7 separate regions of the Mus musculus genome follow, and regions 1, 2, 3, 4, 6 and 7 are each linked to region 5. The links are chromatin contacts, called in public Hi-C, HiChIP or PLAC-seq and promoter capture Hi-C maps. All regions are on one chromosome and are shown on one strand. Each heading gives the region's core, a stretch centred on a gene start, on an enhancer-like site or on the middle of the called end of the contact. The rest is flanking DNA. Distances are from core to core; before and after follow the strand shown.

Region 1 (3,259 bases), core at 587-3,086, 750 kb after region 5:
TTTCACTGCAAAAGGGCCTTCTTCTGCATTAGCTTGGAGCCTAATCACCTTCCAGAATGTTTTAGAAGAAAAGCTATGGAAAGTAATGTTTATTCTATCTATACATAAGCTAAGTTTCATTGAATTACCACGAAGTAATTAAAACCTCAATATAGAGAACTATTTACCTTAAATGAATCTCTCACCTTTATCAACAGACATTAATTTACCAGTAGAGTTGTAGTTGGGAAACTGACCTTACTGTTCCATAAATGAGAATATAACCATTGTTCGTGAGTACGTGCCATCACAGTCCTGGAAGTAGACCAGGTTGACCTCAAACTCAGAGATCGACCTGCCTCTGCTGCTACTAATTTTCATACAGATGATTTAATCATGCACAACAGATTTAATCCTGTGGGCTATTACTGTACTTGAGAACCAAAATCCTATGTTTTTTTAGTCAACAGAAAAATCTGCTCTAGGAATACTGACCGCCAAGGCAATCCATATGTGCAGTTGTGTGTGCTCCTGCTTCAGAATGCTGATGACTTCGTCTCCCTCCGGTAACTGATCGAAGTCAAGTTCAATGACCTAAAACACAGAATAAACGTTTCGTTTCCTTTTTAAATTCACAATTTCTCTCTTCTGCGTGTTTTGAATACTCATCAATGCCCATACACAAAGGGTATGTACTCACTTTCAATGGAGTGAACTAATTAATACATGTTCCTATTTAGGAAACACATGGCAAACAGGTTGTAGTCTGGTTTGGTCAAAGCATAGAAAAGCAGGCAAATCCTGTTGGTCGTTCTTCACATCGCTAAAACTATAAAATTCTCAACGACTTGCTTACTCAAAACCAAAATGAAACCTTGTACAACCCATAGGCCAACGAAACACTGATGCCATAGGTCTGAGAGCTTGAGAAACTCTATCCCAGAGGACAGGCAAAGTTGAATACCAACGGTCACTTAAATCACGGAGGCAGTATCGTGGGTCACATACATGCCTAAAATGTGGGCACCAACAATTAGAAGAAAAATATTCTGGAATGTACCCAAGACCACCATATTTTAGAAATGAATTCTACCTCGATCGAAAATAAAAGTGTGTAAAATCTAGTCTGACTGAGGCAACGCTGGAGCTTTATTCGGACAAACCACACGCCATGGATGAAAGTGGGTCGTTGCCATCAGCACACAGGAGCGGCTAAATCTCGGGCCCCTTATCTCGCCCAGAGAGCTGTGTTAATAGTGTGCCTTGACAGACTTTTCTTCCATGGCATTAAGAGCCGTCTCTCAGATACCCAGGGAGATTTAAAAAAATAAACAAATCCCAAGTTGGAGCAGCAGGTAGCCCCTGGGGCACTGACTCCCCTCTGTAAGAGGTGAGGTTTACTCGGCGCTCACACCCCTGCGCCTCGGAAGACAGCCGACTGTCAACAAGGAGCAGGCTGCAGGCGAACTTTCCCGAAGTCCTTGCGGCCAGAAAGGTGACCAGCTGAGTGGTGCCTGGGCCGAGAAGCTCGGCTGCGGCTCTCCCCTCCAAAAACCAAGCGGAGCAAAATCGGCGCTGGGATCGTCCAAGTTCATAGCCCTCCCCCGCTGCACACTCGGCACCCACCTCGTCAGTATCCCGGAGGGGAATCTCGATGGAGCCCCGCGACATGGTGAGCTCTGAAAGCAGGCGCTTCTCACCCCGCCGCTCGGCAGATCGCAGTCCCGGCTTCCAGCCTTACAGAGGTTACCACACCTCACACCCAGCGGAGCTGCCGGAGACCAGCTTCTCCTCTGCTGTCCGCCGCTGAAACAACGAGCTTCAGACCGCGACCGGCCACTTCCGGAGGCCCCGCCCCCTGTCCCGGAAGCACTACCAGTAGGGCGTGTCCCACGCGAGCTCCGCCCGCCTGGCGGCTCTGATGCGTCCTTCTTTGGAAAGACTGATAGTCCTGAGGTTGTTGTTGTGTCAGCCGTAGGTGACCGAGCGCCTTCGGGAACGCGGCATCTGCCGCTAAGGTGTCCAAACTGAGCTCCTCACAGACCCGCGCCGGAGCGGGGAGTGGTGGTGGTGAGGCGAAACCACGCCTCTATGGGCGGGGCCTCTGGTGACGAATTCTATGGGCGGTGCCTTGCCTCTTCGGCCACTTAAGCTTCTTGGGGGATAATTCAATCTTTTATCAGCTTTACAGTCGTTTTGTGTTGTCCCAGCCAGTTTGTGCAAGTCACACTGGTGATGTCGTTGTGACTAGTTTAAATAGACATAATCAGTGAATTCTGAAGTTATGGTAATAATGCACGGATTATTATTTTTATTTGTTGCGTTACATATTTGTATATGGATACATGCGAGCGATGGTGTGGCAAATGGAGGGCAGGGGACATCTTGTGGGAATCAGTTTTCTCCTACTCTGAAGGTCGTAGGGCTCGAACTCAGATAGACAGCGTTGGAGCCAGGCAACTTTTTGCAGACCCTGTTTATTTCTTGAGATATTCTGTATCCCAGGTTGACTTGAAACTCCCGACCTCAGCCTTCTGACTGCTGCAGTTATTGGCATATGCTTGGGCACCTGGCTTATATATATTTCTTAATGTACTTATATTTCTTTAGGAGCACAATGAAAAGGAACTGCTAGGTTTGATTTAAATAAAATCAAAAGAATTCTATTAAACCTAAATAATGAAATTATAGAATTCAAAAACATTTTAGCTCATGATTTCATTATAGAAGAGTATTAAATAGTTTCTTGTGCTTGGAATAAACAAGGGAAGGATCTTAATAAATAAGCGAATAGGCCGGGCAGTGGTGGCATGTACCTTTAATCCCAGCACTTGGGAGGCAGAGGCAGGCTGATTTCTGAGTTTGAGGCCAGTCTGGTCTACAGAGAAACCCTGTCTCGAACCCCCCCCCCCAAATGGGGAATAAAAAGGGTTAGTTTAACTGGGTGTGGTGGCACATGTCTTTAATCTCAACTCTTAGGAGGGAGGAGCAGGAGGAGAGCGCTGAATTTAGGCCATTCTACTCTATACATGGAGTTCCAGGCTAATCTGGGGTTACAGAATAGAGAGATCCTGTCTCAAAACAGAGCCCCCCTCCATCCCTGCTAGCCAGTGTTTTTTAAGATATTCACTGCTCTTTCTCCCAATTTCTTCTGCTGAGCCAAAGCTACTATTATCTCTTTGCCATCTTTTCTTGATTCTTCATCTTCTCTGGCTTCAAGCTCCAACCTAGTTTCAGCTATATTTCACTCGTAGGTATTTATGAAAAATGCCAGTTCATT
Region 2 (3,280 bases), core at 225-2,724, 800 kb after region 5:
CGGACATTTATACCATTCCTAATCCCTTGCTTTTATAAACAATGCTGCAGCGGGTAATCATGCTCATCTGTCATTTCCCTAGTGTGGGAGTTGTTTATAAAATAAATTCCTAGAAGTAGAACTGGGTCAAAGGGCACAAGCCTTATAACCTTGTCAGCCCTGATGTGTCCTCTTATAGAGTCTGCTCCACTTTGCACAGTCACCAAGTGATGTTTTATAAAATGCTTGTAATTGAAGTGAATTTTAAAAAGTCACTTGGTGACTGCCTTGCGAGTCTGGTGAAAGCTTCAGGCCACCACCAGGAGAAACACAGCCAAGTGCTGGCTCAGAGACTCACCGAGGCCGTACAGGACCCCTTCGGTTAGAGCCATGGTGGAGAGGGTGGTAGGTGGTAAAGAGGAAGGAGTTGTAGATGGAACCACCTCAGCTCATGTCTAGGCCCTGGCACTCAGGCTGCAGAGCATCTGAAGAGCAGATCTATTTCTTTGAGCCTCGATTTCCTTTTCAAAAGAAAGATGTAATGATTCTGTTTGAGAAGACACTTGTGAGATAGACACTTGCTTCCAGGCAAAGTATCAAGTGCACTGTTAGGAATAGAGTGGGTGTTTACTAAGAGGCTTACACACATACAAAAGTGTGCATACACTCACAAGCACGCAAAGCCTTAGGTTCAGTTTTAGCCTCTGGCTCCCAGGAGTTCTTGTAATACCCTTTAGAGCTCTCACACAGGACCAACAAGTGAATCTGCTGTGGAGTTCTCAGGTTTAGCCAGTAAAAATGCCCAGTTTCATTTAACTTCAAATGAGCAACATACAATCTTGTGGTACAATTATGTATTTGGGGGCATCCTTATATGGAAATAATAGCATTTCGTTTGAGATTTAAATTTGAGTATCTGGTTATCTGGCCACCCCTCCCAAGGGCTTCTCTGTTGCTGTCTCTAACTGCAGAAGGGGCTGTGGGGCCCCCATGTGGCTGTGTTAGGGTTGACAGTCTGTGATCCCAGGCTTGGACTATATTGAGGATGAAGACCAAGCGTGGCAGAAGAAAGGCAGCTTTCCCCACCGGAGTTGAGGTAACTCAGGGTTGGAAACTCTTCCGTGCCTTTCTAGTACCTATGAGACCCTAACCCACAGTGTCCTGATTTTTCATTGTTGTCCCACTTCAGAGATGAATAGACTGAGATTTGCTATGTTAAGGCTACAGGATGGTTAAGTGGAGGAGCTGGGGCTGACCCCTGGGGCTGCTGCCAGGCCTGGACTTAGTTAATCCCCCTCACCATGCCCCTGTTCTCTCTAGCAATCCCGAGGGTTTAAGATGGGAGCAGCCTCCGCCTCCAAATCCCTGGGACAGGAAACATTCCCAGCTTCTGCTGGCGGTGAGCCAGGATCTTATCTAGGCTCACATGCTTGCTGGACACTCAGGGGTGGGAGGCTGGTCTGCAGATGTCCCCTTCATACCCCTCTGGCACAGACAGAGTCCAGCATCTTCAACTGCTCCCCGCCCCAAGGCACTGCCATCGGCTATGGGGGTGCCCCTTGCAAAAGCCTGGGGATAGGGGCTACTATTCAGGCCCAACCTTCCTTGAACCCTAGGCTGGCTGGAAGGCTTCTCCTGCTTTCAACCCAGAGCCAGGCTGCAGGGGGCCCTGGTGGAACACTGGTTCCCAGTCCCAGCCCCTCATCCAGCCCCTCTCTGAGGAGGAGGCAGGCAGCTGGGGCTCTGCAGCCAGAGCTTTTCAGCTTGGAGCTCTGGAGCCAGATGTAACATTGACCTTAAATGGTAAAAGCTCCCCAGAGTGAAGAGAGGCTGGCCGGGAGGAAAGGGGAATAACTCAGTTTTAGGTAAGTCATCGCTATTGCCTAGAATAACCTGCCTCTTCAGCCCAAGGGAAGCAGAGAGGCGTCTTCTCCTCCTTAAAGGTACAGGGCGCTGGGATGGGGGCACTTAACTTTAAGTTGCATGGGAGGTGGCCTGGTTGGGTGATATTTTAGCCGAGTCTTTTTATTGTTGCTGTCTTAAGTTTTAAATAAGAAGTGAAACTCACGATCCTCACTAAATCCTGCCCCTTCTACTTGCTGTTGGAAAGCACGCACAGTTTGGGGTAAAGATGTGACTGCTCACTAAGCCCCTTACTCCTGGCTCTCCTGCAGGATCCTTTGTGACAGTAGAGAAATGCCCGGTGCTGTGCAAAGCAGACAGGCTGGCCTTTCTTCCCTGGGGCTTCCCGTGTCTCTCCTTTGTTCCCTCTCAAGTCTTGCGTGTGAACCCGTTTGTCCAGCCATCTTCACCATTGACTCTGTCCATTTCTATGCTTTATCTTCCTGACCTGTGCTCTGGTCACATCTCTCTTTTTGTATCTGTCCCCTGTCCCACCACATCATGTCCCCTTTCACAGATCTCTCTCTCTCTCTGTATATATATGTGTGTGTGTGTGTGTGTGTGTGTGTGTGTGTGTGTGTGTGTGTGAGTGTGTGTGTGTGTGCCTACATCCTAGCTTGCACCTCTCCAGAGGTCCTAGAGTGAGTGGCACTCGGGCCGACTTTCTCAAAGAGAGGGTAGCAGAGCGAGGCTCAGGAAAAGCCCAGCTGCTGGGCTGCTTCCTGCACAGTAAACAGTTGTAAAAGCTGGAGAGGCCTCATAGTCTGCATAAACAGCAGCATGGCCCCAGGACCCCTGGCTGGCGCTCCTGCCTCCACAAGTGACAGCTGCTGCTCTTTAACACTCTTCAGACAGCTCTCGGGTGGCATAGAAAGCAAGGCAGCCCTGAACTTGGCTGAGCTGTATTTTGCCCGGAGAGGGAGAAAGCTGCTAGCGCTGCCAGGCTAGAGCAGGAGTGAGGCAGGCCTTGGGAGGAAGAGTCTCTCTCACAACAAGAGGTGATACACACTAGCGGGGCATGTGCAGTTCCTCATCATCTCAGCACCTTGCCTACGTCACACAAGAAGGGTCAGAGCTAGGATTTGAAAGCATGCCTACACCAGTCCCCACCTGACAACTGTGAGCACCTCCAATAGTGGCCTCTGATTTTCAGCTAAGTGATAATGCAGTTGTCTCTGTTATATTTGGTTCATAATTCAGCGGCATGTATGTGCATGTGTTGGAGATGACTGTCTGTGTTCAAGACCATGTCTTCTTCCATATGTGTGGTGGCATGTCATTTCCATGAACCCTATATGTCCCTCTCAGAAGGAAAACTGTGCCAATTGCCACAACGTGAACAAGACATTGTCCATAAATGTATTTGCTGAGCCACAGAGAAGTCCCACAACTGATGTGA
Region 3 (2,937 bases), core at 19-2,518, 700 kb after region 5:
TACAAAGCAAAATCTCTTATATTGAAAAAAATTGCCCCTCTCCTAAAAAATGCTTTTCTTTTTTACACTTAACCCCCAAATAAAAATGGTTTTTACAGTTTTTAGTTTAAGTGAAAGTTTATTTAATAGCATTAATTCTAAGGCAAAGACCTAAGTTTACTAGAATTATAAACCTTCAAAGCCACACTTTTCAGCAGACTTAAATACTAAGGAAAGTACAATTGTCTGCTGAAAATTCTATTTAAGAACTAGGGCTTTCAACACCAAGACATGCCAAATTACGTTTGGGTCTTTGAAAACCCAGCTCTTGGGAATGAATTCCAAGCCATGACTGTTGAAAACACACGTGCTTTAGTTTAGTAACCCATCTTATTGAAAAAAAAAAATGCATGCTTAACAGAGATGGGACATTTCTCGTTTACATACCTTCATTTTTGGAAAGCTAAAATGTTGCATACTGTGGCATACATACATAACCCATCTTTTAAAATACCACCTGGAAGTATAGTTTGAAATGCTTCATTTTCCTATATAGCCCTTAAATAAAATGAAAGCACTGCGCTGCCCGTCTTTAATGTTTGTTAAAAATGAAGGAAAAACTTTAAAAAATGACTTTGCAATTTCCAAATGCCCGCGCTCTGCAAACACTTCTCAAGCCAGCCTAGTATACTGTCTGGGTCAAGCTCGGTGACAGCAGGCCGAGCATTTGAGTTAAAGCTGCCTCTAGCCTGGGATACAAAGCCCTTCCTTTGATCCTTTTCTCGTTACTCTGCAGATGGAGGACCAACAAACAGAACGCATTCCTATCGATGGGCACACGTCCCTCTCTTCAGCAAAGCTCCCAGACGCTAAACCGAGGCCAGGCCGCAAGGCCACGCCGAGCCCTCAGGACGCCAGGCCCGGGCGGGTCAGGGAGGAGAGGCGAGGAAAAGGTTCTTCTATGCAAGCATGAGGCTGGGACTCCGGAACAAAGCGCCGGCCCAGGAAGACCAGGCGGCCCGGCGGCGCACACTCACTGGGCTCCCGGCGCTACGCAAGAGTCCCGCAGCGCGCCGGCCCGCCGCCCTTACGCCACTGGCTTGGCCCCAGAGCCTTCGCGAATATGGCTTTGCGCACTGCGGCGAGGCTGCGCCGCAACCGAGCTTGCCCGCTGGCTCCTCCCCGCCGCCCTGCGCGGATTGGTAGCGGACGGAAGCCCGGCTGCTGATTGGATAGCGAAGGAGCCACTCGGGGAGGCTCTAGTGGGTCGGCCGCCTCAGAGTGATAAGTTGGGCTTCAGACACGCCTCAGCGCCAGCAGCGAGCCGGAGCTCTATGGAGGTGGCGGCGGGTACCAGGTGGCGGCTGCAGCAGCTACTCCTCTGAGCTGAGACTTTCAAGCCGGCCGCGTCTCCTTCCTCCCCCTTCCCTCCCCCTTTTTTGTTTTCCGTTCCCCTTCCCCCTCCCTTCCCCGTCCCCGACGACCGGATCCAGAGGAGGCAGCTGCGGTGGCAGCTGCTGAGTTCTCGGTGAAGGTGAGTGGAGTCGCCGCCGAGCGGAGCCCTCTAAGATGGCCGCCGCCCCTGGCCGCTTCTTGTCGAGTGGAACAAAATGGCGGCCGCAGGCGGAGCCGGGCGGGGCGGCCTTTCCTCTGCCTTTGGGCTACTTAGAAATCTATGGCCTCCGCGCTCCTTCCTGTGTCGACCGAAGAGCTAGGCTGACGTGCGGTCGAGTGGCGGGCGCAGCCGGGATCCTGACGTGGGATCCGGGAACAGCGTGCGAGCGTGGCAGGCCTCGCGCCTCGGCGGGAGGGACGCGGCCCGCGGCAGGGCCCGGCCGTTGGCGCGGGACCAGCGAGGCGGACGAGTCCGGAGCCCGGCCTCCCGGCGGGGAGGAGGTGTGTGGCCCTACTGCGGGATGTCCCACTCGGGCGACGCCAAGAGCGAGTCTCGGTCCCTTTGTGGGCCTTGGCAGCCGAGGCGCTGTCAGCCGGGGGATTTATGGTGGAGGCGGCGGGTGGGCAGGAGGCCGCCTTCCTGCGGGAGAACAAAGGGCCGGCCCGGAGGGGGCGCCTCCCGCCCAGGCCTGGGCCCTCGCTAGACGCCGCTCGGAAGCTGAGCCAGCCTGGGCCTGGGGGAGGAACTCGCTGCTCTTTTGTTCGCGCGGAGTGGGGCGGAGGTGCCTGCTGCCATGTTGTGTTGTGGCCCCGGCCTTCCGGCGGCTTTCCACACGCGCCCTGTGTAAAAGGAAGGGCTTATAAAGACGAGCGGAGGAAAAGCTGCCCAACACCGGGTAGTGAGGCTCTGGCCGGCCTGTCACCACCCCGGCCACCCATTTTAGTACCGCAGACATATCCCTTGTAGCACCGCCGGTCTTGATAGCATTTCTGTTTAATTTTAAAGGCCCCATAATACGGCTGCTTCCTAGGCAGCATCCAGATTTTTTTTCATTTTATTTTTCTCACAAAAGCTGTTCTTTGCATCCTTGAATACTAAGAGAATCCACGGGGCTAAACAGGTTTTATTGTGTATTTGTGGGTTTTGACTTCGTTCTATTTTAGTCTTCTGAGGGCTGCAATGCAGTGAAAGTTCAACCAGCTGCAGTGCTGGGAGCGGAAATAAATTATATTTGAAAGTTTATAGCTCAGTATGGCAGTACCTAATTTTGGTGTTTTCTCTCTTTCCAGGCTTTTCATTTCTACCATCCCCTCCCCTCCCCACCCCATCCATTAATATTATTCTTTTGAAGATTCTTCGTTGTCAAGCCGCCAAAGTGGAGAGTGCGATTGCAGAAGGGGGTGCTTCTCGTTTCAGGTATGGTTTTGGGAGTGGGTAGTAGATACATTGGAGGGGGTGTTCAGAAAGGGCCAGTCATAAAAGCCTGGCAGTGGTGGCGCACGGCTTTAATCCCAGCACTTGGGAGGCAGAGGCAGGCGGATTTCTGATTTCAAGGCCAGTCT
Region 4 (3,296 bases), core at 212-2,711, 660 kb after region 5:
CATAGACTATCAGTTGGTCATGTTTGCAAAATGTACTTCTCTATGCTCTAAGTCCTTACCTATAACTAGGATCTGATCTTAGACTGGTGATGAGTATATGAATTAAAACATTGAAAGAACATGAAACAGCCAGGTGGTGATGGTGCATACCTTTAATTCCAGCACAGGAGGCAGGGGCAGGCAGATCTCTATGAGTTCAAGGCCAGCCTAGTCTAGAGAGCAAGTTCTAGGGCAGCCAAGGCTACACAAAGAAACCCTGTCTCAAATATCAAAACAAAACAAAAAGTACATAAAACAGCCCCTGGCTCCTACAGTGCACTCTATAAACAGTATTATTATCTTTATTTGCTGAGTCCTACATTGCCTGTATTTTTCTCTCAACCAACATATATTATAATCATAACTGTATATAAATATATAATAAATTATAATTTGACACAGCAATTAACAGAAAAAAATCTGTATGTTTCAAGAACAGTAGACTCGTCAGCATATAGAGCCTAAGTTAAATCCTAGTCTTTAATTAAACACGAATATGTTTAATTATTCTTCCCATTGTCTTATTTTTGAGTTTTTTTTCCAATTTACAAAGACACAAACCAGGTATGTGAAGTTCACATTGGGGACATATATAAAAATATATAATAAACAAAATCTTATTCCAAAATTATACTGAAGCTTGATGACTGCCATCAGTCCTGATAACTACTATTAAGGGTTAGGCTTCGCGGGGCATGGTGGCACATGCTTTTTAATCCCTACACACAGGACCTCAAGCCTGGCCATGCCCTTTTGGAAAAGAGGGAGAACGGGGATAGATGGCTTAAACACCCAAATGTTGCCAGCCCACCCAACAGAGATGAGTTGGTAACGCTGAGGTAAACCTCAGAAAAAGAAGAGTTCTAAGGATTTTCCCTTTCGTCCTGCTGGGCCACCTGGGAGGCCAAACATCAGGCGTGCCCTTGGCCTGGCCTAACCCCCCGGCTGGTAAAGGTTTATGCACGCCGAGTAAGGTGAGTTTTTTCTTCCCGCTTCCAAGCACTGAGTGACCGGGCCACCATCAGCCTAGGCTGGCGAGCTCAGGATCCATAGCTGTCTCAGCAGTCCTTGCAGAGCGACAGAGCTGAGGGAAATGCCGACTGGGCCGCCATCTGTCTGTCAGCATCAGCCACGTGGAACTGGAGGAGCCCCGGAATCTGCTCTCTAAACCCGCGCCAGGCCCACGGCGTGCCGGGGAATTCAGAAAACAATGGCTTCGCCCGCCAGCCCGGAGCCCAGAGCCGGCTAGGCGGCTCCCAGGTCACACCGCGCCTCAACCAAACTTGGGCTCTTAGTCCCGCCTCGCTGCTCAGCGCGGATTGGCGGTAGGGATGAGCTCTGTCGCTGATTGGACAGCGGCGAAGTCGCTCCTGCAGACCATCGCGTCTGGCCGCAGTGGAGCTCTAAGAGTCCCTGAATTCAGACTTCAGGCCGCGCCGTCCGAGAGTCGGGGCCCTTTGAGGTGGCTTAGGCGGTATCCCTGAGTTGACAGCATCACCCCGTCCCGCGTCCTCCTCTCCTCTGTTTTGTTTTTCATCTCTCCCTCCTCCCTCCAGTCCCCGACGACTGGCCCTAGACCCTCGCTGAAGGTGAGCTGAGCCACCGGCGAGTGGGCCGCTCCGAAATGGCCGCTGCCTTGAGCTGTCTAAAATGGCGGTCTCGTGCTCGGCTGGGGACCGCGACGCGGCTCTGCAGCCCAGCCGCAGCCGAGACGGTAGGGCGATGGAGATGGAGTGGAAAGGTGTTGGGTGTGTTGACACGACTTCATGTCGATGGCACAGTCGACATTCCTGGGGCGAGAGGAATCCTGTGTCACCCACTGGTAGGCTAGGGCAAGAAGCATGCCTCCGGGGGCGTGGTGCTCTGCGAGCAGTGCACGCCTGGCCCGGAGGGATGGCTGTCACTGGCCGCAGGGCGAAGTGACCGCGTTGAAATACTTCTAGGTCCTAGTGGAGCTGCCCGGCCCCTTCTGCTTCTTAACCTTTGCGATTGGCCTGCGCTCCCGTTCACACCTAGGGCCGCCTGGCAGCAAAAGGCCCCTAAGGGGAGACCCTAGTGTTCCCTGAAAGGAACTGGAAACTTAGGAGGGCAGATGCTTTGTCCCCAAGAGCTGCTGGGATGTACCTCAGAAGAGAAAGGAATACGGGGCCCTTTTAAGAAAACAAAGCTACTTTTTTTTGTGCCCACTTGACAACGAGGTGGGGAAACTTCATTTTATGGTGAACCAGTGGCTCCGAGAAGCTCTCTGTTTTGCTAAATTTAAATCGAGGCTGGAAGGAGAGTCCACTGCTAAGGAATAGGTTTTCTAACTACTGCCTAGTTTAAGATTGCTGCCTTCGCCTGTTACAACACGCTGGCAATCTGTTTGTACACACACACCAACCTCTAGTACCAAATGCTCGTTATGCTTGATGAAGTAGAAAACTCCCAAGTACTGTCGAGGCACGTGGGCTGCACAGTCAGTTTGGGAACTCTGTTCATTCTTCACTGACTAAATGTGTTAACCTAGCAGGTGCCAACTTCCCTGTATCTTTCTCTAAAATGCAGTCGTTGATAATCTCAGGTTCTTGACAATTAGATGAATTAACCTTTATGAGGAATTGGGCACAGATACTAACAGGCCACAGAAAATAAGAGAGTTACTCAGTAAGCATTAATTGTTAGATCGGGGACAGACTGGTTATAGTAACAGCATATGTCATGTAACACTTGCATATCTGATTCCACTTTAGATTGAGTTTTTAGTTTTAGAGATATTGAAATGGGGCTGTATTTAAAAAAAAAAAAAAAACTCAGTTGGTTTTTATTCCCACCACCACCACCCACGAATGTTTCTATGTCAGTGGGTAAAAAAGCATTTCAAAGCAAGGAAATTACCAGAACAGTAAGTGGAATGGAAAATATTAGCATATTTACTTTACTACATACTAGGCATTCTCTGTTTACATCCCAAGAGCTGCATTGTAGTGAAAAATCATTTGTATTGACTATATTTAAAATATGATAAATTGTCATGGTAGACATTGATACTTCTGCTTGCTGCAGTGTCTGATTTTAACTTTTCTTATTCTAGGCTTCTGGTTACTCCCGTTCCCACCCTATCCCTTAATTTTATTTTTCTGAAGAATCTGCAGTTCAAGCTATCAAGGTGGAGAGAGCAATTACAGAAAGACGTGTTCATTGTTTCAGGTATTTTACCTACTAGGTGTTAACAGGAGAACCATTTTGATTGAAGAGCTAAAACGATAGGATAGAGC
Region 5 (3,263 bases), core at 649-3,148:
TCAGTCCTCATGTCACCTCTCGTGGTAGGAGTGGAAGGAGACAGTAGCTTCAGATTCTCAGAATAAGTTTCAAGGACCACTTGGCATCAGTTGGCTCACATCGACTATCTGAGGAATTTTTCAGTTCTGATGCACATCAAGGGGCCTGATAGTGAAGCTCCCGGCAGGACTTATTAAATGGCAAAGTGGGAAGACGCTTGGGGTTAGACGAGTGACATAAGTGGAAAGTCGAGAACCTCCTTGGACTGAACAGCTCTCCATGCTTAGAAAAGAGGCCCCCGATGAGACTGAAGCCTACACCGCAGCCATAGGTCTAGAGCAAACTGGGCAAGTGTCCCAGGCAACTGGTCATTTAGACAAAATGTCAGGAACTTGCTGAGTTCCTGTTGAGTTGAATACAATTGAACTGAGGGCCAAAGATAAGAATCTATGTTCAAGAACCATTTATAAAGGGAGCTTGCAGAGATACTGGGGCCTTTGACCTTGTAATTCTGCAGAGGGTGGTGAGTAAATGCCTACACAAACCCCTCCCATGCCCCTGTTTCTAACCAAGGTTTTGGGGATCTTGAGTTGGAATCTGAGGGTATGTGGGGCAATCAGGCCCAGCAGCATTCCTTCTATCAGCCCCTGTGGCTGAATTGCTGATGGTAAAGAAAGACATTCAAGCAGAAAGCCAATGAGGTGGAACCAAGCCAGCTAGAGGACAAGCTCCTTCTTGCTGCCCACAGCCTTAGACTCTGTAGCTTCCAGTAGGGGAGAAGAGCTGAGAGTGGTCAATAGAAAAATCAAGGTTTGCTGAGCAGCCAGGTGGTGTTCTTGGACCCGGGAAGGGAGGAACTGCATCCTGGAATGATAACCACAGGAGCCTGGGCACCCACTGTGTGTCCTGTCCTAAGCCCTTTTGGTATATCCTCTCATTTAATACTTATAAGCAGGAAGGTATTGTTGATATTTGATAGATGGGGGAAATGTCTCTTATGGTGTTCTGACCCTTGCTCAAGCTCATGTAACTAACACATACAGGAGCATCAAACCCAGGAGCCTCTCTCTCTCTCTCTCTCTCTCTGTGTGTGTGTGTGTGTGTGTGTGTGTTTCTACATCCTCTCTCCAGAAAGGCTCTGTCGACCACTTGATAGCCATGAACACTGAATGTGTGGGAATTATACAAGTCATGGAGAATTGCATCCTCTTGTCCCAATACTGCGTATAAGGCTTCCTTAGACGTGGGGTGTAGTGATATCCATAAGCAGTAACGGCTCCCAGAGCATGAATTCGTCCAGGGAGCTGCATAGTGCATAGATGTGACCAACGATTGCAGAGACACCCTCACTATTCACTATGCCTCTCCTAGAGATTTCCGGAAGGCATTTGGTGACACCCGGGAGACCAACAGAGAGAGGCAGAGTAAAGGCTCAAGAAGCATAAGGTGTGGACATTATGAGGCCTAGCCACTTGTATGGTTTGAGTCTCCATTATCAAAAAGGAGATGGAGGCGAGGAGTCCGTTTTTTCAGGTGGAAAAGCAGAATGCCCTCAGTTGGGGAAGGTGAGGGTATAGGAGCATCTTGGTCCCCAAAGCTTGGGCTTCTTAGCGGGAGCGCGAGCGGGGAATTACTCTAGAGGTGGAATCTGCCGGCCTGGGCGGGGACTGGAGGTTCCTGATCTGCAGGCCCTAGGGTGGCCCGAGGGCGCGGGAGACTCAGCTGTGTCCGGACCGGAGCCTGCTGCCAGCAGGTGGGGCGCGGGGCGGGGCTCCGCCCCCTGGCCCCTCCTCGTTGGTCCGCAGCCGCCCAGTCCCGACCCTTTTCCAGAGCCAGAGCGCGATTGGTGGCGGCGCTTGTCGCTCGGAGGGGGCCGGGCCGCTCTGCTTCGCTCCTCTGGTCGCAGCCACAGCCGCGGTTCTCCTGAGCGGCGAGCGGAGGGCTGGTGGCATCTCCCAGGCAGCCAGCACTGGAGATGGAAAGCAACGCGGCTGGGCCCTGGCAGTGACAAAGTTTCCCAGCCCTGCAGGTCTCGTCTCGCCACTGCCGGCCACCCGTGACCGCCTAGGGAAAAGCTCGGGGATTTTGAATTTGCGGGGGAAAAGCCCAAAACAAAAATCTAGACCCACCTCGTTTTCTTTGTGGAGCTCTTTCTCAGGGTGGCCAGCGGCCGGAGCTGCAAAGTTGTGCGCCGCAGCTCACACTGCCAGGAGACCCGCCTTTGGAGAGACTTAGGTGCTGGCGCACCCAGAGACCCCAGACGTGCCAAGGGGGTTGAGCGCGGGGGAGTTTGGGGTGTACAGCGAGGAGGGGCCCCGGGTGCTCTATATGGAGGAAGGACCCCAGAATGGTGTGTACCAGGAAGACCAAAACTTTGGTGTCCACTTGCGTGATCCTAAGCGGCATGACCAACATCATATGCCTGCTGTACGTGGGCTGGGTCACCAACTACATCGCCAGCGTGTATGTGCGGGGGCAGGAGCCAGTGCCCGACAAGAAGCTGGAGGAAGATAAAGGGGACACCCTGAAAATTATCGAGCGGCTGGACCACTTGGAGAATGTCATCAAACAGCATATCCAAGGTACAGGCGTCCTGAGAAACTTGAGCCAGGCGCGAGGCCCGGGAGTGCCCAGTGTGTTCTGCTTGTGGGATGCGCTGGGGCCAATGCGTAGGAGACCAGCGATTGCAGGGAGGGCTATAGGTTGGCAGCTACGTGGTTGGAGGGATTGCAAGGACTGGTGTCCTGGATCTTTTGTGTCTGCCGCCCTGTGAGTCTTCCCTGTGTACGCGTGTGCACAGGTGGTGTGTGTGTGTGTGTGTGTGTGTGTGTGTGTGTGTGTGTGTGTGTGTCTGTGTGTGTGTGTGTGTAGCTTGCTGTCAGTATGGGGACGCGATGTGCACGTGTCCAAACGTGCGTATGATTCCAGGGTGCTCCTTTCCAGGATCGCAGGATCTCACACTAGTCCGGGAGTGTGTCTGACTGGATGTTTGTGCTTCCAAGAGAGAATGTGAGGGCAAAAGAGCTTATTTGCCGGGCTTGTAAGGGACAAGAGAAATGCCTTGTATGACTCTAACTGTGGGTTTTAAGGAGCAGCAAGCTTCAAGACAAATGCGGAGTAGAAAATTACATCGGCCCAGTATTGGCTCCAGCCTCAGTCAGTCTCAGTAGGACTGGGACTGCAGGGGGCATCTTAAGTAGAAAACTGTCCCCACCTAGAGCACACCTGCCTATCCAGGATCCTCCCCTAAGGAGCAGGTGTCAAACCCAAGAAGCAGCTTAGT
Region 6 (3,359 bases), core at 360-2,859, 730 kb after region 5:
TCAAAAAGACAACAGAAAGAGAAAGCACTTTCCAACAACCTAAGAAGACTACATCAATTTCCTGAAATCTGAAAAGGTGTTGTGGGTGAGGGAATAAGTGGCCCCGAGAAGGCCAGGACCACTTTGTTATGGTCACACTCTCCTAATCCACACCCAACGTGCCTACTCCCCGTCCCCCGCTCCCCACCCCCAAGCCACCTTCTGTGAATAGGGCATTACCTGGCTTCAGAGGCAGCAAGGGCCAAATCAAATCTCATTTTATCTCCAACTTTGCTCAAGTAACTGAAGTACCTAAATGGAAGAAGAAGATAGAAGATAAAAGATATTTCACTCAATCCTCATATTAAGGCCCTGTTTAATAAACAGAAGTTCATCAAGAAAGGTAAAATATAGTTAATACTGTCAGTAAACTAAGAAATAACCATAGCAACAGGTAGTAAACATTAAACTTTCTAACTAACTGTGTCAGCACGGTGGGTGGGGCAGAAGTCACGAGAGCACTTACTCTTCACCAGATGAGGCAAGAAACATTAACAGAGATGAACAATAGCACAGCTGATCATCAGAGATGGGAGCTTTCATCTACCACACACTGAACTGCTAAGTCCTATAAGGTTAAACACATTTGAACTGAGCTGAATAAATCTGTTAAGCAGTAAGTGATAAGATCTTTAATCCTAGCTTGATGAAAATCAACATCCCATAAAGACACACTGGAACAGAACATGAAACCAACACAAGTGGAGACGAAACAGCTCACAAGTGTAAAACACTGGCTCGGACTGCTGAGAGGTGAATGAAAATCCCCGAGAGCCCACAGCCAGCCAGGCAGCTCTAGGAATCAGGCTTCAAGGCTGACTTGCCTGGACTCTGCCTGGAGTATGGCGCCACCACATGGCAACTGTGTGCTTTGACCTTAAACTAAACTGCTAGCTAGACCTCTAATGCTTGCTTTCCCCTAATGGTTATTATTATTATTTTTCTTTTGAGGAAAATCTTTTTTTTTAATCTCCTGAGGCAGTTTTAAGGCAACAAACCACTGTAAAGCCCCTTTCCTCAGAGCTCTCACCTGTGTGCGAGCTCCAGCTCTTTCACAGCATTAAGGACTTCCTTCAGATTACTTTTTTCATCTTTCAGGACAGAGGTAGCTAATCTTTGCAAGACCAAGGCCACATTAAACATCAGAACTGTGTCACTGGGTGCCACGTGTCTGGCCTGTAAACAGAAAGCAATGCAGGTAGCTTCTTATGACTGAATGCCACCAAAAGCATTCAGTAAACAAGTAAAAGCCAGGCAGCCATTTGGGGGGTGGGGCGGGGGCGGGGGCGGATGCAGTCCTGTTACCTTCAGCAGAGTCTGCTTGCACTCCTGCAGCTTGCCGCACTTGAAGAGGGCGCGGGCCAGGTAGAGCACAACCTCAGTGTTTTGGTGCTTATAGAACTTTCTGAGGCAGTTCTCATACTACAGAAAGGAAATGCTGGTTAGAAACACAGCAGAGCCGGGCAGTGTTGCCGAGTTCCCTTAATCCCAGCACTCGGGAGGCAGAGGCAAGCCAATCTCTGAGTTCCAGCCAGGCTGCTCTACAGGTCAAGTTCCAGGACAGCCAGTACACAGAGAAACTCTGTCTCAAAAATAAACAAACGACAACAGAACACAGCAGGGAGGTATTCTCATGCTGTGTCTGCATTTCAAAGCAGTTTTAAAGCTCTGAAAAGACACTCCAATTTGGCTAATTTCAGAGACTAATCTGGAGTTGACTTCTGACATTAGTCAGTTTACGTATTTACAACATAAAAATCTGTTCACAGAAAAACTAGGATCAAAATACTTTTTCCACTTGGAATTTGGACCAGTGCTGAGTAAAAGGTAAAGAGATTTAAGCCTGCCTGCCTGCCTCAACCTTAGCTGGGAAACCCCTTTCTCCTATCTTTAGGACACAATCCAGAATCAATTCATCATGGCCACCATGACAAGTCACACCTGGGCCCTCTGGGTGACACACTCTTAACATCTTCCTCTGGGATCTGTGTCAATGAGCATACAAGTCTCACACTTCAGCTAGTATGTTGGTCAACCTGCAAATGAACATCTGAGTTCATTTCACCTCTTTACTCTAGTGTGTGTCTGAGATCTGTATCTCACGTGTGTGAAGGGAGGGGTGGATACAGGGGCCAGAAGAAGATGTCAGATGTCTTGATATGTCTTGCTGTCACTGGCTGCCCTATCTCATGGTCAGGATTTCTCACCTGGAGCTTGCCACCCCTCCACCCTCATGGCCTGTTTTGCTATCCCAGTGATTCTCCTGTCTCCACTTCTGACAGCACTAAGAAAATGAACATATTTTTCATGGGTACTAGGAATCTGAACTTAGTCCTCATGACTATGCAGCAAGCACTTCTACACATAGTGTCATCTCCCTAACCCCCAGAGTTAATTTTTATATAAACAACATTTTTGACCACAAGCATATACACATCCTGTTATAGGTAACTGACAAGGTAATTTTCTGGACTATCTCTAATGGCTAATTTGCATTCTAGAAGGCAGTGCTAAGGTTCTGCAGATTGGGATGGCTTGTCTCTAAGAACACAAGCTCTGGGTTGTGCTCTCTGAGCTCTGCAAATCCCTCTGATCAGTTTAGTACGTGAAGCCTGAAGCCTGGACTAACTACTCTTGTCCTCTTTGTTCAGAAGCCTCTTTTGCTCTGACGGTACTCTACTCACAGACACCAAGAGCTTTGTTATCTTTTTTTTTTTTTTTTTTTTTTGGTTTTTCAAGACAGGGTTTCTCTGTCTCTGTGTAGCCCTGGCTGTCCTGAACTCACTTTGTGGACCAGGCTGGCCTTGAACTCAGAAATCTGCCTGCCTCCCAAGTGCTGGAATTAAAGGTGTGCGCCACCACGCCCGGCTGAGCTTTGTTTTCTTTTTTTTTTTTCCCGGCTGAGCTTTGTTTTCTTAATGTCCTGAAAACATCGAGTATACTTTTCCTTACACTGAAGTACTCAGCAAACATGAGAAACTTACAAAATCTACAGATACAACCCTTGTTTCCATTTTTGTCTTTTTTTTTCATTTTCTATTTCTTTTATCTTAAAAGATAAACAGTGGGGCAGGATAGATAGTTCAGTGATGAAGAACACTTCCTGCTCTTAAAGGACTTAAGCTTGGCTCCCTGCACCTGTGCTCAGGTGATTCACAATAGCCCGAGCTCCAGCTCCAGCAGAATAAAGCCTTCGTTGGCCTCCTGAGGCATCCTAATCCACATGGCGTGCTTTCATACAACACACACATAGAAGGAAAAGTAAAATTCTAAGATAAGGCAAGTAAAGCAGGGCTGCCGTCTGACTGTAATCCTAGCTA
Region 7 (3,427 bases), core at 118-2,617, 620 kb after region 5:
CTAACCCACTGTCAGGACAAGCCTGGGGAATGAAGGTCAAGGGTCATACTCCGGGGCTACAAAGAAGGCCTTGCCCAAGGGAGGCCGAGAGCTGAGAAAGAAGCTTTCAGAGGTGAACTGCCTTGCCCCAAATGCCACAGTTACTAAGGAGCAGGGTGGGGACTTGAGATCTCACTCTCTCAACTCCTGGCGCTCACTTCCTAGCCAAGGATGACTTAAAACAGAATGAACCTGAAAAAGCCAAAAATAATTCTGTATTGCATTAAAGAAAGAACAAGTCCCTGTTGTATATGGGCATACAAATACGTATAATTTGAGGGTGTATTTTAAACCTGACAGCATCCTCCACCCCACCCCCACCCCTGAAGAGAAAAGAGGGTAAGAGCAAAATGTGGGGTGAGAAGCCATCTGACTCACCGGTGAGGTGGGGGGAAGAAGCTGTAAGCAAACACGATGAGTTTATTTCCAGCCCACATCTCCCTCCGCCAGCCCTGGCAGCCAGCCCACCCGTGTGTTGCCGGGGCCTCCATTGGAGACGTGGCCAGAGTCCTATTTTAGGAGGACAGAAGTAACCTAAATCATGTGGCTGCTAAGCTGGAATTTAAAGAACACACACCAAGAGAGGTAGGGGGAGGGAGGGAGAGAGGAAGAGAGAAATGGAGACAGAAACAGAAAGAGACAGACACAGAGAAAGAGACAGAAAGACAGAGAGGGAGGATAGAGGAGGAGAAGAGAGAGGGAGGGAGGGAGGGAGGGAGGGAGGGAGGGAGGGAGGGAGGGAGAAAAGATATATGATACTGGACACCACAATGTGCTAGCAGTTGGCCATCTGACGTGTTCCAATCTTGTCTAACCCAGGGAAGCCTTAATATAGTCCCTTTGTCCTGTCCGTTACGGGAACAGCCAGCAAAACTGCCTGCAAGAGAAAGCACATGGTCTCAGAGGTGAGCCAGGGACAGCCTCTGAGGTGCCAAGGATTTTTCTGAGCAAACATTGATGGACAGGTCTGTGTGTGCTGGAGAAACCCGTTCCCCTGGCTCCTTGCGGAATTCAGCCCCAGGGGAAGTGAGCTAATGACTGGGGTGGTTCACCTTCAGCCCAGATGCATCATAAAACCAACTTGTAAAGCCTGGTTCTGAATACTTTTGCTCACCCAGATGGAGTTCTGTGGGGCTCTGTGGCTTTCATATTGGAGGGTCCAGGGGCAGTTCTTCCTTTCTCTGGCCTAAAACCAGGGCCGGTGTCCTGAGCCTGTCAGCTAACCCAGGCTGTGGTCAAATCTGCTGACAGCAGCCACGGTCTGCCTGCAGTGTGTGCCCCACATCTGGGACTTGTGATTCACCAGCCAGTCTCTTCCCCCAAACCTAGTTTTTCATTCAGGCCTGAGCACGCAGGACTCACAGAGCCTGGGCTCCAGTGCCTAGACTTGTCTCTCTACCTAAGCACCCAATAGGGTTTATCCTTATCTCTAAACAGCCTTCCCCTCCCCTTGGGCTCAGCCTGATTCACCAGGGGAATTTCTGTCTTGATTTCTCATTCTGAGCCCAAGCTAGGGTGAGAGATTTCTGAATGGTCTTCTGTATACTGTTGGTGTCTGTGAGGACCCTTAAATTCAGGGGAACCTTTACCCCCACTCCCTACCCCGAACCCTTATTTCCACTGCTCTCCTCCCTCAGCTTGCCCAGGAGGACCCCAAGCAGCACCTGTTCTAGCCAATTCCTGGATTCCCTGTTTCTGCTCTCACCTCCTGGGCTCTTAATCCCTTGTCACAGCTGCTTCTGGCCCTTTGGTGACTCTTAAACTTCTCTTTTTAAACGACTGTCTTATCACGTGTTTCTGGCTCGATCTGTTTTGGACACAACAGTTTCCCTGTGGGCTGCGGTGAGGATTCTGTAAGTCAGCCAGCCTCTGGGTAGCTTGTAGATAGCTTCCAGTGTCCCTGAGTGTCTCACCGGGCCTTTTGGTTCTCACAATAGGGTTTTCCCTGGCCCTGCCTCCAAGGTAGCTTTAATCTCTAGAGCCCCTCCCTCACCTGAGGCAGCTACATTTTAGGCTCATCTCTTGACTTGCTGAGACCATTTTTCAAAAAACAAAAACAAAACAAAACAAAATTTGGCAATGCTTTTTATCAACAGGAAAGGAAGGGTCATCCCATATTTATTTCAATTTTTTTGGTTGCTAATATTTATTAGATTATTCACCCATCAACAGGAGTTGGACATTATCAAAATTCGTCTCAATTTCTGCTCATCTCAAAGATTCCTAGCCAAGCATCTATAACTGGTCAAAAAATAAGCCAAGTTATAATAGATTGGAGAATCCTCTCCATAAGCCAGTGTATAATATTAATATACATGGAGTACCCAGGGGACCAGAAGGTGCCTAAAGGTGCCTCTGACATGAACACACACCTGTCATAGTATGTCATAACATAGGCAGGACTCTGCATGCCTCCTTTGACTTAATGCTAAATCATAAACAGTTGCCATGTCACTACATAGAATAGTCTTTGGGGTGTGTGTGTGTGTGTGTGTGTGTGTGTGTGTGTGTGTGCAGATATGTGTGTGTGTGTTCATATTTTATATGCTTGTCTTTGTGTGTGCGAGTATGTGTGTGTCCAGGTGTATGTGGACGTTCATGGACAACCTCAGGTAGGTAACATCCTTGGGAGCTTCTTATCTTGGTTTAGTGTCATTCTTTAGAGACAGAGTCTCTTCTCTTAGGGCTCACCAATCAGGCCAGCAAACTCCAGAGCTCTCCCTGTCCCTACCTCCCACTACTGGATGCATACTACTGTATCTGGCTTTTTTGTGTAGATTCTGGGCATTGAACTTAGGTCCTCATGCCTGTCTGAGCCATCTCCCCAGCACCAGCTCAGTGACTGCAGAGTAGCCCTTTTAGCAGGGCTTCCCAACCTTCCTAATGCTGTGACCCTTTAATACAGTTCCTCATGTTGTGATGACCCCAACCATAAGATTATTTTCATTGCTGCTTCATAACTGTAATTTTGCTGCTGTGATGTATTGTAATGTAAATATCTGATATGTGGGATGTATGATATGTGACCCCTGTGAAAGATTTGAGAACCACTGCTTTTAGTGAAATTGCCATAACTGACCTGACTAGTGGATATTGGTGTTTTTCTACCATCATGTAGGAGTCTCTAGTACGCATCTTAGCACCTGGGACTTATTTAAGAGTATTTCTTAGGCCAGTTCTCAGCAGCAGGTTTAGTCAGCCAAGGAAAGAAACTAAAGCTTTCCAAACCTGTTGTTGCTTCCATTGCTTCATGCTTCCCTGAGATGAGGTTAGAAAAGTCTATCTGGGAAGTCTGAGCAGGAAGAAGAAACAAACATAGACAATTGTGTGAGGCATCCCACGTGGAATCTCTGTTACACCGCCAATCCAGCTTGCCCGGATTTGTTGA

What was found. Promoter capture Hi-C pulls out the DNA fragments that hold promoters and counts their contacts. A called contact is a pair of places that touch in the nucleus more often than the background predicts. HiChIP or PLAC-seq counts read pairs in DNA pulled down with a chosen protein or histone mark.
Region 1: a promoter capture Hi-C map of 3T3-L1-derived adipocytes shows a contact between it and region 5, with 7 times the contacts expected there. The contact joins the promoter of Ctr9 here to the promoter of Galnt18 in region 5. A contact is called at or near these places in 6 of 39 promoter capture datasets (the 3T3-L1 cell line, 3T3-L1-derived adipocytes, cranial neural crest and 2 more) and 1 of 115 datasets of contacts at active chromatin or transcription factors (astrocytes).
Region 2: a promoter capture Hi-C map of neural stem cells shows a contact between it and region 5. The contact joins the promoter of Mrvi1 here to the promoter of Galnt18 in region 5. A contact is called at or near these places in 2 of 39 promoter capture datasets (hippocampal neurons and neural stem cells).
Region 3: a contact with region 5 is called in an H3K27ac HiChIP or PLAC-seq map of embryonic stem cells, with 4 times the contacts expected there. The contact joins the promoter of Eif4g2 here to the promoter of Galnt18 in region 5. A contact is called at or near these places in 6 of 39 promoter capture datasets (the 3T3-L1 cell line, 3T3-L1-derived adipocytes, cranial neural crest and 2 more), 1 of 484 Hi-C or Micro-C datasets (cerebral cortex) and 8 of 115 datasets of contacts at active chromatin or transcription factors (the NIH/3T3 cell line, astrocytes, cardiomyocytes and 5 more).
Region 4: a contact with region 5 is called in a promoter capture Hi-C map of hippocampal neurons, with 6 times the contacts expected there. The contact joins the promoter of 1700012D14Rik here to the promoter of Galnt18 in region 5. A contact is called at or near these places in 8 of 39 promoter capture datasets (the 3T3-L1 cell line, the SN4741 cell line, cranial neural crest and 4 more) and 2 of 115 datasets of contacts at active chromatin or transcription factors (cardiomyocytes and embryonic forebrain).
Region 6: a Hi-C map of uterus shows a contact between it and region 5, with 7 times the contacts expected there. The contact joins the enhancer-like site here to the promoter of Galnt18 in region 5. A contact is called at or near these places in 4 of 39 promoter capture datasets (the 3T3-L1 cell line, 3T3-L1-derived adipocytes, hippocampal neurons and 1 more) and 10 of 484 Hi-C or Micro-C datasets (adipose-derived mesenchymal stem cells, brain, cardiomyocytes and 6 more).
Region 7: an H3K4me3 HiChIP or PLAC-seq map of forebrain shows a contact between it and region 5, with 4 times the contacts expected there. The contact joins the enhancer-like site here to the promoter of Galnt18 in region 5. A contact is called at or near these places in 3 of 39 promoter capture datasets (the SN4741 cell line, cranial neural crest and embryonic stem cells) and 2 of 115 datasets of contacts at active chromatin or transcription factors (cardiomyocytes and forebrain).

Annotation. Positions count from the first base shown.
Region 1 is chr7:111,027,528-111,030,786 of GRCm38.p6, reverse strand. Ctr9 (CTR9 homolog, Paf1/RNA polymerase II complex component) reads right to left here and starts at 1,836. Exons shown (of 25, transcript NM_009431.2): 1 at 1,606-1,836; 2 at 475-573. The coding sequence starts at 1,650.
Region 2 is chr7:110,980,655-110,983,934 of GRCm38.p6, reverse strand. It overlaps Mrvi1 (MRV integration site 1), which reads left to right and starts at 1,474. Exons shown (of 21, transcript NM_194464.3): 1 at 1,474-1,922.
Region 3 is chr7:111,081,361-111,084,297 of GRCm38.p6, reverse strand. It overlaps Eif4g2 (eukaryotic translation initiation factor 4, gamma 2), which reads left to right and starts at 1,268. Exons shown (of 22, transcript NM_013507.3): 1 at 1,268-1,513; 2 at 2,665-2,791. The coding sequence starts at 2,751.
Region 4 is chr7:111,120,840-111,124,135 of GRCm38.p6, reverse strand. It overlaps 1700012D14Rik (RIKEN cDNA 1700012D14 gene), which reads left to right and starts at 1,461. Exons shown (of 3, transcript NR_015573.2): 1 at 1,461-1,753; 2 at 3,113-3,228.
Region 5 is chr7:111,778,612-111,781,874 of GRCm38.p6, reverse strand. Galnt18 (polypeptide N-acetylgalactosaminyltransferase 18) reads left to right here and starts at 1,898. Exons shown (of 11, transcript NM_001360903.1): 1 at 1,898-2,562. The coding sequence starts at 2,328.
Region 6 is chr7:111,047,366-111,050,724 of GRCm38.p6, reverse strand. It overlaps Ctr9 (CTR9 homolog, Paf1/RNA polymerase II complex component), which reads right to left. Exons shown (of 25, transcript NM_009431.2): 17 at 1,345-1,461; 18 at 1,070-1,215; 19 at 220-291. Among named protein-coding and RNA genes, the nearest start is that of Ctr9, 20 kb to the right of the region's middle. Within about 2 kb of position 1,609, at least 12 of the 459 cell types and tissues checked have an H3K27ac peak or open chromatin away from gene starts, as enhancers often do. A contact at or near this core is called in uterus, where this site is marked.
Region 7 is chr7:111,154,586-111,158,012 of GRCm38.p6, reverse strand. No RefSeq gene overlaps it. Among named protein-coding and RNA genes, the nearest start is that of 1700012D14Rik, 34 kb to the right of the region's middle. Within about 2 kb of position 1,367, at least 202 of the 459 cell types and tissues checked have an H3K27ac peak or open chromatin away from gene starts, as enhancers often do. A contact at or near this core is called in cardiomyocytes and forebrain, where this site is marked.